Regions from separate parts of the Sus scrofa genome. Here region 2 is linked to region 1. A link is a contact called in public promoter capture Hi-C data. All regions are on one chromosome and are shown on one strand. Each heading gives the region's core, a stretch centred on a gene start, on an enhancer-like site or on the middle of the called end of the contact. The rest is flanking DNA. Distances are from core to core; before and after follow the strand shown.

Region 1 (7,695 bases), core at 977-3,476:
GCCAGGTGGTTTGAGTGAGCGCCTTCCGCTGTGAAGGGGCTCAGCCGCCATCCCTATGGGGTGAGCTGGCTGAGCTGGAGCGAGAGGCAGTCCTTCCGAGAGCCAGGGGTCAGGGGGACCGGGGACCCCGCCCCTGGAGCCCGAGAGGCGCAGGCCCACCCGAGCTCCCCTAGGAGAGCAGCTGCAGCACCTGGCGGGCACGCTGGGTCTTCCCCAGCAGCGAGGCCTCCGCGCCGGCCCCCGCCTGGTCCAGCTCCCGCATCAGCGCCTCGGCCTTCTGCACAGTCAGCTCACGGGCCCGGCCCTGGAGCCCCTCCAGGTAGGCCAGCAGCGTGGGGAAGTGCTCCTCGGAGACCTGCAGGGGAGAGAACGTGTGGTCAGGGGCCGTGCGGACGGCCTGGGGGACCAGCCGGGTTCAGTGTGCTCAGCTGCACCCGCACCCCCTGCCCGGTCACCACAGGACCACAGGGCCAGGAGCTGGAACAGGCAGCTGGCCGCGTGTGTCCTCTTCCAGCCGCTGCTGTTTCCCCCAGGTGCCAGGCTCTGGCTTGTGCTAGAGGCTGGCAGACATCAATTTTCACGCCTTCCTGAAAAGCTACCAAAACAACAGAAAGCAGATCGATTTTTTTTTTTTTTTTTTGGTCTTTTTTAGGGCCACACCCACAGCATATGGAGCTTCCCAGGCTAGGGGTCGAATTGGAGCTGCAGCCACCAGCCTGCGCCAGAGCCAGGGCAACGCGGGATCCGAGCCGCATCTGCGACCTACACCACAGCTCATGGCAACGGCAGATCCTTAACCCACGGAGCGAGGCCAGGGATCGAACATGCAACCTCATGGCTCCTAGTCGGATTTGTTAACCACTGAGCTACATGGGAACTCCAAAAGCAGATAGATTTTTACAGAGATAGAGCTCTGAGGACAAAGAGAAAAAAGACAATGGTGGCAACGTCTAGGGGCTGAAAACGAGTCAGTAGGCCTGCGGAAGATGAGGCTTGAGCTGAGAAACCCCGATTATGCTGCAGGCTCCACCGCCCCGACCCTGCTGCCCCCAGGGCTCCAGAACCAGCTGTGCAGTCACTTTCAGGAGTGAGAATAAAGACGGGGCTGAAAACGGGTGGCTGGAAGTTCACTGAAAAAGCAGTGAGCAGAGTCCCCGCTGTGGCGTCACCAGATTGGCAGCATCTTGGGAGCACTGGTTTGATCCCTAGCCTGGCACAGCGGTCGGTTAAGGATCTGGCACTGCCACACGGGCGGCTTAGGTCGCAACTGCAGCTCGGATCTGATCCCTGGCTGGGGAGCTCCCTGTGCTGCGGGGAGGCCAAAGCAGCAGCCACACACACGAACTTCAAAACCCACTAGAAAGCTGCGTCGGTCAGGACGGCGGAGCCCTAGGCGTCCGCACACACGCGGACCAGGGACAGGACTGAGAGTCCGTGGCCAGGCGACCTCTGAGGGCTGCCAAGGCCAGATAAGGGGGAGTCCTCTTTTCAACAGGTGGTGTTGGGACATCTGGACGTCCATGAGCAAAGCGAGCTGACCCTCACGCCACGTGCGAAAGTTAACTCAAAGTGGATCCAAGTCCTGGAAGAAAGAGCTAAAACTAAGACCCTTAGAATCTAGGAAATAAAACCCAGGGGAGAACATCTTTGTGGCCTTGGATTCCTCGGTCTCAGCTCCGACAGCAAAAGCACCAGCAGCTAGAAGAGCCCAGAGACGCTGGACCTCACCACAAGCCAGAGCTCGTCACAGCAGTGGATGTCACGGTGTGCAAATCCCAGCTCCAAGAAACTCACTAAGCGGCTGGGGTGCAGAGCCCAACCCTCTGAGGGCCGCGGAGGCCGCGGGTGCGGGGCTCCAGGCGGGCGAGTCCAAGGGGAGCCGGCGTCGAGAGGGTCTGTGTGCTGGAGGCGCCCCCCCCCCCCGATGTTGGCAGCTCTGCGGCAAGACTAGAAGCTTCTCTTCTAGAATCTGAGAAATACAAGAGAGAAGCCCCAGAGAAGCTGACACTGGGGGCTGGGCCCAGCCCCTGCCCACGCCGCACGGAAGCCGGGGGCCCCTGGGCCGGCCAGGCTTTGAGGCTCCCCCTAGGACACGTGGGCCCCACAGGGCACCAGATGTTGGAGCAAAGTCTCTGATTTCGAAACCAGAGGTCACACAGACCAACAGACCACAAGCAACGTGGGTGAAACGGGGCCGCACAGGAAGAGAGACGTCTTGAACGTGTACCCGGCTCTCAGGGCGAGACCTGGGAAACAAGAGGGAGCTGCCGCCTGGCGGGTGGGAGGCCGAGTCCTGACCTGACTGCGGTCCCGACCTTCGCCCTGGGCCTGACCTCAGCGTCCTGCCCTCCGCCGAGGCCCTGACCTCTGCCGCGGTCGGCTCTCACCTGTCTTCTTTGCCGAAAGGCTCCTGCCGGAGCCTCGGCCTGCTCTGCAGCGCCCTTACCCCGAGGGAGACGAGCTCTCTGAACGTCCCCGAGGCGGCCCCTGACCGGAGCCTGCGGGCGGTGGCTTCACGGCTCAGGTTTTCCTGCTGGTCTGTTTTCTGGGTCACGGTGCTTTGGGTCCGGACGGAGACCGTGAGCTCCGCTCTGCTCTCGCCACTAAGTCTTTGGTTGGTTCCGGGTTAAGGTTGGCACCTGACGCGACGAGGGGCCGCCTTCATTCTCTAGGTGGGGGCGGTGGCGGAGAGGGAGGCGCCGAGAGCCCCAGGCTGGCGGGCAGGTCTCAGGCCCGCCAGGAGCAGCCAGGCCACGACCGGTTTTACAGCGAGAACAAACGTCTCTGGGGACTGTCCCTTCTCTGGGTTCCCAGGAAGGAGCCAGAGACCCCTCTGTCCACAGAGGCCGGGGCCAGAGCAGCACAGGACCCCGGCCCCATCCTGACCCTGCTGAGCCCCCAGGAAACATCTGCTGAATGAGGACGCAAAGTTCCCAGCACTCCAGACCCATGGGCAGCCAGGTGCCCGCAGCCCAAGGTTTTCTGACGGCCCGGCTGGGCCGTGTGAGCCCGTCCCTGACCTCAGGGGCTCACCCCCCTCAGGGGCTCACTCACACTGGCTACCGCGCCCTCGCAGCTGCCCATCCAGACGCAGTCCCATCTCCCAGGGCAGCGCTGGAGGCCGGGTTCTGAGAGGGCACCTGCTGTACCCCGTCGTCCAGGCTGCCAGGCTGGGGGCCCGGGGGTCAGCGGAAGCAGACGAGTCCCATTCCCGGGGGGTCACATCGCAGCAGGGCAGACGGAGGAGAAGGACCGCAGGTGCGGGGAGGGGCTGGGTGCCAAGACCACCCGCTGGGGGAAGAGCTGTCTTCTTCTTTTGCTTTTTGTCCTTTCAGGGCCGCACCCGCGGGATGTGGAGGTTCCCGGGCTAGGGGTCACATCGGAGCTACAGGTGACAGACTACGCCAGAGCCACAGCAATGCCAGGTCCGAGCCGCGTCTGCGACCTACACCACAGCTCACGGCAATGGCGGATCCTTCACCCACGGAGCGAGGCCAGGGATCAAACCTGCAACCTCACGGTTCCCAGTCGGATCCGTTTCCACGGAGCCACGACGGGGACTCCGGAAGCACCGTCCTCAGGCCACGCTGCTGGGACCACAGCATGGCCTCGCGCTGGCGACACCAAGATCACGCGACATTCGGAAGCGACTGTGAGGCGACCAGAGGCTGAACGTGAGGACGGAAACTAGAAACCCCTTGGAAGAAAGCGGGGGTAAACCGCCCCGCCCCGGATCAGGCAGCAGTGGCCTCTCGGCAATGTCGCAAACACACAAGCAACCAAAGAAAACACGGGAAAATCAGACTCCATCAAAACTGAAAGCTCCCTAGGACACACGCCAGGTGGTCTCGAGTGGCCGGGGGCAACCAGGCAGCAGAGGGGCTCTGGCAGGGGCAGGTGGCTTGGTGGGCGGTCAGTCTAGCCAGCTGTCACCCCAAGCCCTCAGTCCTGGGAGAGAGGGGTCCAGGGAACGGAGACCCGGGGTGTGGGGAGGCCAGGCCTCTGCCCGCGGCTCTTGCAGACGCCTCACGGTCTGTCCCCTCAGCCTGGGACGTGGGGACAGATGTCTGAGGACCACAGGGAGGAGGGGCGGGTGCCCCGAGCCGAGTGGAGAGTGGACGTGGCAGGACGGCGGGGACCCGGGGAGGGGACCACGCTGACGAGGGTACCGCGCGGCTCCACAGGGAGGCAGCCAGGCTCTTCCTTGGCGGGGACACGACAAAGGACACAGAAAAGCCCCATCTGGCCAGCATCACAGCAACACTGACCCAGACAGGGCCACAGAGGGACAGGAGAGCTGATGAGTACAGGGCAGCGACCCCACAGACGCGAGCTCGTCCCCGGGGGAGTCGGTAACGTTACAGAAAAGCCACCAGCAGAGTCACGTGATTGGTGTCACCATCAAGCCATCACAGATGTCCCCACCCGGGCGTGGACAGGCCCAACCCAGCTCGCTGGCCCGACAACTGCCCTCTCGGAGCAGGTAGGGCCACGAGGGTCAGTGGACGAGCAACGATCCGGACCAGAGGATGCTGGGGGGGCGGGGGGAGGGCAGACGCCGGGCGAGTGTGATTCTCGACGGGTCCCCCCGCAACCAGGACGTCACCGAGGGTCGGAGCTGGTGGTGGCCACGTGGTGTGGAGCCCTGGCTGAGGCCGGCGTGTGGGAGACGCACGCGGCAGTGCCTGGGGTGACCGGCCCCCAGCCTCAGCCTCAGCCCCACACCCCGCCGGGCCTCCAGGGCTTCCGGCGGTGCTGCCACATCCGCAGCCTCCTGGGCTCAGAGTCCGGCCACCGGGCAAACCCAGCAGGGTTCCGACCCCACCCCAAGCGGGTTCCTCCTGAGCCCGGGCTTCGTCTCCGTAAGGATGGCCGGGGGCCACGGCCACGGCCTCTTTGTAATCCGAGCCGGGGCTGGGCCTCGAGAGGAACGGGCCGAGGAAGGAGCTGTGCGGCCGGGCCCAGGGGCCGGGGGTAGAGGGAGGCCAGGCGCAGAGGGGCCGGGCGCCCAGGCCACTGTGCCGGATGGGGCCTGCCCACCCCACCACTGGGCGACCTGAGCCCCGAGGGTGCCCCCCGCCCCAGCACACCCACCTGGTCCCTGTCGTACATGTGCACCAGCAGCCAGGTCTGCCTCGTCTTCTGAAACCTCCAGTCCTCGCGCTTCTGGGCCCAGCTGGGGAAGCAAGGACAGGACGTCTCAGCGCCGGGACACGAGGAGCAGGAGGGCGCCTGCGCCGACTGGCCTGGGGGGGCCCTTCCCCGGCTGGGCGCAGGGCATCCAGGCCCAGAACCTTCCCCGCCCGAGGGCGGCTCAGAGGCCCCACGCCGGGGACGACGTGTCGCCGCCACACACCTGCGGGGCCCTCGGCCAGGCGCCCCCCCCCCCCCCAGCACGAGCAGCAAAGGCACTCGCGCTTCACCGTAGGAGGCTCACAGGAGCCCCTGGAGCCCGCATCAGTCCTCCTGGAAGGGCCACCCGCCCCCGGAAGGGCACAAGGATGAGAGGACAAGCCCGGGGAGGCTGGGAGCCTCGACCCCGAGGACCACGCCGGCCTGCACGTCCCACCCAGGGGCCGAGGACACCAGGACGAAGCCCGCTGGCCACGCAGAGCCTGGACTGGCGGGGTCGGGGGCAGAGGAAGTGGGCAGCACAGGGCGCCAGTGCCAAGCGGAGATGGGAACGCCGGGACGGGGAAGGTAGGTGGGGTCCGGGCGGTGTGCGGTGAGGGGGGGCGCACAGAGACCCTTCTCCAGGGCCCAGGTGCACCCAGGAGGGTGGTCCCGCCCTGCCCCAGGAGGTCGCACACGTCCAGCCGCTCCAAGGACTGCAAGAGAGCAAAGGACCAGTTCACAGCTCTGGCTATGGCTGAGGGGCGGGGGTGGCACCGGTCTGCCCAGCAGGTGTGAGCCCTGCCAGGCCCAGTGGGGTCACCAGGCTTGGGTGAGACACCAGGTCTACCAAGGGGGAGCGGGCGGAACCCGGGTTGCCCGTGACTCCTCGGTGGCTCAGCCATTCCAGGAATCCAGAAGATTCTGCTTCATCCAGAGCCCAGGGGCGGCTGGGCATCACCCCTTCATAGAACACAGGGCTCTGGGACGCCCCCGTCCCCACGGTGCCCTTCCTGCCTGTCACGGGGTTCACACGGGGCAACACTTTTGCCCCGCCGGCTCTCCCGGGATCCCCTGGAGAGCGCCCAGCCACCCTGTTCCTGGACCCGGCTCAAGGCTCAAAGCCCAGCCTTGGCTGCATCCCCAGGATTCCAGGAAAGAAGACGAGTTCTAGGGGGAGGTGCGGGGTCTGCGTGGTGACGGTGATGACACCAGTGGTGGCGGCAGTGACGATGCCTAGAGTGGCTGTGATGGTGGTGGTGATGCAGGTGACAGCGGGGATGAGACTGTGGGGACGACGGTGGCGAGGAGGCAGTGGGGGCGAGGAGGGGGCGAGGAGGGCACCGGGGGTGAGGAGGGGGCAAGGAGGGCAGTGGGGGCGAGGAGGGCAGTGGGGGCGAGGAGGGGGCGAGGAGGGCAGTGGGGGCGAGGAGGGCACCGGGGGCGAGGAGGGGGCGAGGAGGGCAGTGGGGGCGAGGAGGGGGCGAGGAGGGCAGTGGGGGCGAGGAGGGCAGTGGGGGTGGTGACAGTGGCGGTGATGGTCCCACTGGTGCCACCCTCCTGGTGTGCAGGGTGCGGCTTTCGAGGCACCTGCGAAGCCACTGTTTTGTCAGGTTCTCAGCACGGAGGGAGCAGGAGACCCCCGCCCCATTCTGTTGACCTGAGAGGCAGGTGCAGAGGGTGGCCTTGCCCAAGTGCTCACAGCCGCGAGCCCTGCCTGGGGGGCGTCTCAGGACACCCCCACCCTCGCGCTGCAGACTGCGGTCTCGGCCCCCCCAGGCACCTCGCTGCTTGTGGCCACACCGGCCAACCGACCACCTGGCCTGCAGCCCCACTGCTCAGCCCGGGCCCCCCTCTGCAGCGCAGATGTGGCTCTGCGGAGTGCCAGCTCCGGTGTCTGAGGACACTCCTTGGGGTTCAGCCATGTCCCTGCTTCAGAGGACATTCCTCTGTACCCCCCAGGGGGGACTGAGCCCTAGGACAGCCAGTTAGCACGTCACGGCCGCCCACGGCCAACTGCACACGAAGTCCCAATCCTTCCAGAGGCTCAAGGGCACTTGCATAGCCCAGCTGGGGGCGCCAATGGTGCCCTTGCTGCGTGCCCACAAGTGCTGGGCCACCACTCACAGCCAAGTGGCCTGGTCACCAACCTGCCCTGGCCTGGCTGAACTCTCCCCAGCAGAAATTTCTGGTCCTAAGCCCGGCCGTGCCTGAGCACCTCCTCCAGGAAGCCCTCCTTGGCTTCTCGACTGTCAAGCCCCTTCCGCACCTCATTCGCCATCGCCTTGGTCCCTGATGGCTGAGGCTCGTGCCTGCCCCCACCAACCCCGTGTGCCAAGCTCACCACTTGCCCAGGGTGGATACTCCTCAGATGTTCTCTGCCAGAGGCCCCGACAGCAGGGTGGACCAACGGGCTTGGGGGCTTGGCCTCCCCGCAGCTGAGCTCAGCTAGCTGGTCTCACGGCAGGTGCTGGCTCTCGGGGCTCCGGCTCGCAAACCCACTGTAGCCTTGGGCGTGGGCAGCGGGTGGGTGGGTGGGGGGTGCCCCTGCCGAGGCCGTGTCGGGACCCTGTTGGCGACTCC
Region 2 (6,675 bases), core at 3,043-5,542, 47 kb after region 1:
GGCTCTGGCGTAGGCCGGCGGCTGCAGCTCCGATTCGCCCCCTAGCCTGGGAACCTCCATATGCTGTGGGAGGGGCCCAAGAAATGGCAAACACACACACACACACACACACACACACACACACACACACACACACACACACACAAAACCTTGTTTTTTAAATTGACCAATCCTGTATTTCTCAAGTGTGTTCCCAAGATACCAGGATGTAAATTTCACCTAATGTTCCAAGGTTGTTAATTCTATTACTGACACTTCTTGACTATAATTTTTTAGTATCTTTTTTTTTTTTAAGGCTGTACCTGTGGCACATGGAGGTTTCCAGGCTAGGGGTCTAATCAGAGCTGCAGCTGCGACCTACACCACAGCTCACGGCAATGCCAGATCCTTAACCCACGGAGCGAGGCCAGGGATGGAACCCGCGTCCTCATGGAGACTAGCTGGGTTCGTTACCACTGCGCCACGACGGGAACGCCTCCGCCTTGACTGTAATTTTAAAGTCAACGACCCTGCTTTTGTTAACAGACAAAAGCTCATCTACCTTTTGCCAAGCTTCATCACTTAAGACCCCAAAGGTGAGAGTTTAATCTTCATGAAGGTTATAAAACTTACTGCAGGAAACCGGGTCTGCTGCTAACTGTGGCAGAGACATCAAGAAATCAAACTTTGTACCTTTATAAAAAGCACCTGACCAAGGACAAGACAGGAATAAGTCATTAAGCAGTTTAATTACGGGAGTTCCCTTTGTGACTCAGCAGTTAAGGAACCCGACTAGGATCCAGGAGGTTGTGAGACGGATCCCTGGCCTCGCTCAGTAGGTTAAGGATCCGGCGTTGCCGTGCGCTGTGGGGTAGGTCCCAGACGCGGCCTGGATCCCGCGTGGCTGTGGCTGTGGCTGTGGCTGTGGCTGTGGCTGTGGCTGTGGTGGAGGCTGGCAGCTGTAGCTCAGATTCGAGCCCTAGCCTGGGAACTTCCATATGCTGCAGGCGTGGCCCTCAAAAGCAAAAAGCAAAACAAGACCTAACAAAAAACCAGAAGTTAAATTCTATGTCAAGTTCTTGAATTTAAAACCAGCTGGGAAATTTGGGGGCTAATTACGAACGAGTTCAACCGCTGCCTGCCCAGCTCAGGTTCTCCCAATGAATCTAAGAACCTGCTGAGGAAAACCCCGCACACCGACGATTAAATCACCTGAGACTTATGACCCGACTTCCGAAGCTTTCCGTGCGCATTTCCCGGGGTGGGTGACCTCTCAGAAAACAGCTCAGAAAGGGTCATAAGTGGCTCTTTCCTGTCGTGCCGTAACCCCAGCATTTTCCGCTTCCTCCGTGCGCATCGGAGCTGACCCGGAGCCAGGCAGGCCCTTCCGCGCGTTTCGTGTCCGGCGTTCGGGAACCTTGGGGAGGGGGGTGCCGACCGTGAATCCCGCGTGGACGAACCCCAGCTGTCCGAGGGCCAGCTGTCTGTCAAGGAGCCCGAGTGGACGGGCCCCGCACACCCGCCTCTCTACCAGCAGCGGTTTAGACGGTGACAGCGGCCAGGCCTGCTCCGCACGGGTCGGACACGGACCGGCCCCCCTCAGGGCGCCTGTGGGGACGGGGGGGGGGGGGTGCATGAGGGGCCGATCTCCCCCCGTGGCTGACGCCGCTTTGCTCACAGCAAGCACCCGAGAGACGTGGAAAACGAACCCGACAGTGAACCGTCGAGGGGCGGAATGCAGTCAACACGCTCGCGTGCGCTCAGCGAGAAGCTCCCGTGTGCGCAGACATGCGCGTGTCCCTGCCCGCAGCCCTGGCACGCCGCCCGCGCTGCCGCCACCGCCCAGGACACAGATCCAAACCATCCAAACCGCAGCTGCCAGCGGGCTAAGGAAGGTGGTTCCTCGTGGGAGAAGCTTCAGAGGTTTCCCTTTTCGTCAAGGGCCCGAATGCAGAGCTCGGACGAGCGCATCGGAGGAGCCCTGCATCCCCCCGACCCCCGGCTGCCTATCACCTCCCGGGAGCCTGCGCCTCGCCCGGAGCCAGAGCCGGCCCCTTGGTAGCGGCCTCCGGTGGCGGCGTCCCCGCCGGGCCCTCAGGAGACCCGACTGGCCGAGTACGTCCGCCCCAAGCGGCGCCGGCCGCCCCACTGGCACCTCGCGCAGCCGCCGTCGGCACCGCCGAGTGCCAGCCCTCGGCCTCCGCCCCGTGGGGAAGCTCCTCTGTCAGCAGGTGGGGGAGGCCAGGGACCCCCTGCCGGGGCCCAGCGGACACGCGGACAGCAGGAAGCAAACTCGCCCCAGGGCCAGCGCCACCCCTTCGGCCCCTCCCCTGGGCTCCTCGCGCCCAAGAGCAACCCTGCAGCCTCCCTCGGGCTCAGCCGCCTCCAGCCTGGAGCGCCAAGGTCTTCCAGGAGCTGGGGGTCGGAAATGAATGCAGTTCCGCCACGTCCCCGCGGACCAGCAGGAGGAGGGCGCCTGGCTCTGGGGCAAGGGCTCAGGAGGACCTGGTCTGCACAGGTGACACAGAGGTGGCTGGCCTGCCGGGCCAGGCATCCGTCCCTCCACAGCCGAGCTGCTCCCGACAAGGCTGATGGTGGGGGCCTGTGCATTTTCACTGCCACCGGGGATGTGGTGGCTTGACTCTGGCACAGTTTACCCATCTGCTCTATTGGTGATGGGCATTTGGGGTGTCTGTGACCACGGCTGGTTCCTGCGAGCGGGGCCCCCCAGAGCGGCTGCGGGTGGTGGGCTCCAGCCGGGGCTTTGTCTGACTCCAGGTGGTTCTCGGTGGCCCTGGAGGTGAGACCTCCTCTCCCTTGTCAGTGGGACAAGCCTGAGTTCCCGCTGTGGCACAAGGGTTGAAGGCATCTCGGGAGTGCTGTGAGGCAGGTTCGATGCCTGGCCTGGCACAGGGGGTTAAGGATCTGGTATTGCCACAGCTGTGGCTTAGGTGTACCTTGCAACTGCGGCTTGGATATGATCCCTGGCCCAGGGAATTCCATGTGCTGCGAAACGGGCAAAAAAGAAGAAAAACATGAGTTCCCGTCGTGGCTCAGAGGTGAACAAACCCGAAGAGGATCCATGAGGATGTAGGTTTGATCCCTGGCCTCGCTCAGTGGGTTAAGGATCCAGCCTTGCCAGGGGCTGTGGTGTAGGTGGCAGATGTGGCTCGGATCTGGCATTGCTGTGGCTCTGGCGAAGGCCGGCAGCTTTGGCTGCCATCACACCCCGAGCCTGGGAACCTCCATATGCCGCAGGAGCGGCCCTAAAAATACAAAACAAAACAGAACAAAACAAGAGAGAGAGAAAAGGACAGTCCCCAGCGCCGTTCTGGGGACTCAGCAGCTGCCTTATGGGCCTGAACCGCTGTCCCGCCACCATCACAGGTGCTCTGTGGCCGTCACGCCCACGACAGCACTGACCACGGCTTTGTCTCAGTGAAGGGTTAACTCACTGGAATTCGCACCTACTTCAGCTGGACCCTGGGAGATGCCCAAAAGTGCACCCAAGTCTCCAGGGGGCACGAAAGTGTCGGGGTCTCCGAGAACCACGGGGCAGGTCCCGTGTCCCGGTTTTCATGTGAAGCAGGTGCGTCGGGCCAGCGCGGTCCCCGGAGCACCCTGCTGTGTGACCTGGGGCGAGTTCTGAGCCTCTCTGTGCCCCGTCCTCCTCTGGAGCACCAGGCACTGGGAAGTGCTGACGGCGGGAGCACCGTCGGCTCCCACCCACCCCGCACCCCTGACGCAGGGCCTGCTTACCCTGAAGGGAATCACGTGTGCAGCTCAGGTGCCAGCGCCCCGGGCCCGACCGCCCTCCCGCGGGGCTGGGCGGGGGGCGGCGGGGGGGAGGCGGGGGGGGGGCGCAGCGGGGGACCTGCGATGGGACCTTGCGCCCTGCGGGGACTGCTCACGCAGCTGTGCCTCCCGCGGGCCGCCTAGAAGCCCGCCCGGCGGGGCAGGAGGAGCGGGCCAGGCGCCTGGAAGCCCCGCCTCAGAACCGGGAGATGCGACGCCCCCCACCCCCAGGCTGCGCGCTTCCAGGTTCCAAGCAGGGTGAGGGCGACTCGGGAAGGCCCCGCCGCCGGGGCAGGCGCGCTCACGGGGCGCCCCCCAGTGGCTGCCGATGCTCTCGGTCTGCGCGGGAGCGGAGGCCGCTGAGGGGGAGCCCGGCTCCTAAAGCGGCCTTAGGCTGAAGCAGTGGGGCTCCCGCAGGCTCGCAGCCCGCAAGGGGGGGTTGGGGGACACAGAGCAGGGCCCAGAGGATGGGGGGACACAGAGCAGGGCGGGGAGGTTTGGGGGGGACACAGAGCAGGGCCCAGAGGATGGGGGGGACACAGAGCAGGGCGGGGAGGTTTGGGGGGGACAGAGCAGGGCCCAGAGGATGGGGGAAGGCGTAGGCAGGAGCAGAGGAGCCGGGACCCAGCAGCTCCCCGAGCTGCACCGGGGCCCACCCAGGTTCCCACAGCTCCTCGTTCACCAGCAGTCTCGGAAGCGCAGACCCGTGACCGGCACCCCTGGGACCCTCTGCTCCCGCGCCCAGGCCCCCGGCCCCCGGTGCTCCGCCGGCCGCCTCCCGGCCATCCTCCAAGCCCCTTCCGCTGGGCCGCCAGTCACGCCTGCCTTGCCGGCTCTTGGGCTAAACATCCTCTGACTTTCTCACCCGGGTGGTCTCGCGGCCAGTGACACCCCAACAGGAAAAAGGCCTGGGAGGGCCTGGCAGAGGGCTGCCACGTACCCAGCCCACAGGGAGCCTGAGCCCCCTACCCGGGGGGAGCAACCGCGTCCGCCAGGGCTCGGGAGCACGCCGTTCGCCAGTCCAGACGGGCGGCCAGGGTTCCCCGCGCGGCTCTGACTTTACTGAACCCCCCCGAAGCGTATTTTCAAAACAGGGGAGCTGGACGGAACACACAGAGACGACTCAAAGCTGCTGCTGAACACAAACAGGTGTCAACAGTGACACGTAAGCGACAAAAGTCAGGACAGGAAGTGACACAAACGCCTCCTCACCCCCTACCCACCCCCAGCAGCCGCCCGGGAGCCTCACAGAAGTGCAACCGCGCCGCGGAGCGCGTGCAAGGCTCCGGCGGTGTCCCGGCGTCGTCCCCTTTAGGCCCCGGGGGAACAGCCGCGGTGCACACTCGCCGCCATTCACACACCCCAAGTCGGCTCTCTGGCGGGTGTCCCAGCTCTTGCGCGGAGGGGGCCCCTGGGGAGGGCGGCGGCGGCACTGGGCCGTGCCCGAGGGCACAGCCCATGTGGGCTTAGCACAGAACAGAGTGTCCTGGGAAAGGCGGGTGTGGGGGAGGGGCCCCCGTTCCCCGCGACGGGCTGGCCCCGGCCACCTCCACATGGGGCTGCGGACACTCAGGGGAGCCAGGAAACGGGCAGGGGCCTGGGGCGTGACTGTCTCGATGACGCAGGACTGTGTGGGCCAGCTGGGCCCCGCTGTGTCCCCAGGCCCAAGGCGCCCTCCCTGCGTTCACATGCACAATCTAGGCGACGGGCAACGGCGGGGACGTCACGGGCCAAGAGGGAGGCCACCCACGCCATCCAGGGAGCCCTGTCTCCTGGCCCCAAGCCCAGCCCAGAGCAGGTGGGCTCGGGGCCCAGAGGAGAGCAGCGCTCGTGCCGAGAGCCGGGCTGTGACAGAGGCGGGACGCACGGGCTGGGTGCGGCTCAGCAAGTCCCCGCATCCTCTTTCGCCTGAAGCAGGGCGGGCACGGCGGGACAGGGACCCCGGCGGGACAGGGACCCCGTGTGCAGCAGAGGGATCCAAACGCGTCTCCCGGCAGGGCCGGTCTGGGGACGCCGCGGAGGCCAGGAGGCCAGAAGGCAAGCTCCTGCCACCGGCCCCAGCCCCCCTTCGCCCAGCAGGAACTCTCCTGGACGTCGGGGGCGGGGGGGCAGGACCGCCCCCAGCGCTGGGGTTTGGCCGACCCCGTCCTCCACGAATCCCACACCCTGGCCTGCGCAGGGGCCGTGGGGGACAAGGGAGCGTCCCCCCAGCACCAGCTCCCGCCCGTGGGGGGCTGGGCGCCCCGAGGGGACGTTCGAGGTGGCCTGGGCGGGAGGGGTTGGAGCGCTTGCCCTCATGCTGGGCGTGGGGCCCGGGTCCTATTTTAAGTGGCAGCGTCGCCTGCTTTCTGGGCGGGACCGTCCTGAGGACGGCGGCGTGGGGGTCTGCAGGAAACCGCGGGGCCGGGCGCCCTGTCCCGTCTGCGGCACGAACCGCCCCCCTTCCAGGCCTGGCGGGTCTCTGGGGTCACGTGACCAAACCACCGCCTGCCCAACTCGCGGCGTGTGGTGAAGGCTCAAGGGCACATCCCCGTTTTCCTTCCGCAGCCGCCTGTTCCCAGGGAGCTCGGACCAGCGAGGGGCCGTGAGCGGGCGCCGGAGCCCCTCCCTCCGCGCCAGACCCTCCGCCGGCCAGGTGAGCGGTCCCCCGGCCCCCTGCCCGCGCCCGCTTTCTGCCCGCTGGCATAAGGCCCATGCGAGCAGCTGGGAGAGGGGAGCTGTGCTATCTCTGGAAACCAGTCTGTGAACCCCCACACTGGTTCCACCGAAAGGTGAAATGCCGTTTATTTCTCGCGCCTGGGGCTGGAGTGACCGGGCAGACCGCTAGCCCTTCTCACAGCTCAGACGAGCAGACCTGTGGCTTCGTGTCCGGAGTTGGAGGCAGAGAGCCTGTCAGGATTC

What was found. Promoter capture Hi-C pulls out the DNA fragments that hold promoters and counts their contacts.
Region 2: a contact with region 1 is called in a promoter capture Hi-C map of fetal liver, with 2.0 times the contacts expected there. The contact joins the promoter of LOC102162791 here to the enhancer-like site in region 1. A contact is called at or near these places in 3 of 5 promoter capture datasets (fetal liver and liver), 9 of 47 Hi-C or Micro-C datasets (embryonic fibroblasts, fetal skeletal muscle, liver and 3 more) and 1 of 2 datasets of contacts at active chromatin or transcription factors (skeletal muscle).

Annotation. Positions count from the first base shown.
Region 1 is chr3:650,930-658,624 of Sscrofa11.1, forward strand. C3H7orf50 reads right to left here. Exons shown (of 5, transcript XM_013987679.2): 4 at 5,095-5,176; 5 at 1-355. The coding sequence ends at 170. Among named protein-coding and RNA genes, the nearest start is that of MIR339-1, 12 kb to the right of the region's middle. Within about 2 kb of position 2,227, at least 8 of the 83 cell types and tissues checked have an H3K27ac peak or open chromatin away from gene starts, as enhancers often do. A contact at or near this core is called in fetal liver and liver, where this site is marked.
Region 2 is chr3:695,446-702,120 of Sscrofa11.1, forward strand. LOC102162791 reads left to right here and starts at 4,293. Exons shown (of 4, transcript XM_013987681.2): 1 at 4,293-5,572; 2 at 5,692-5,811; 3 at 6,322-6,409. The coding sequence starts at 5,328. All of the region lies in intron 2 of C3H7orf50, which reads right to left. GPR146 (probable G-protein coupled receptor 146) reads left to right here. Exons shown (of 2, transcript XM_021085947.1): 2 at 1-265.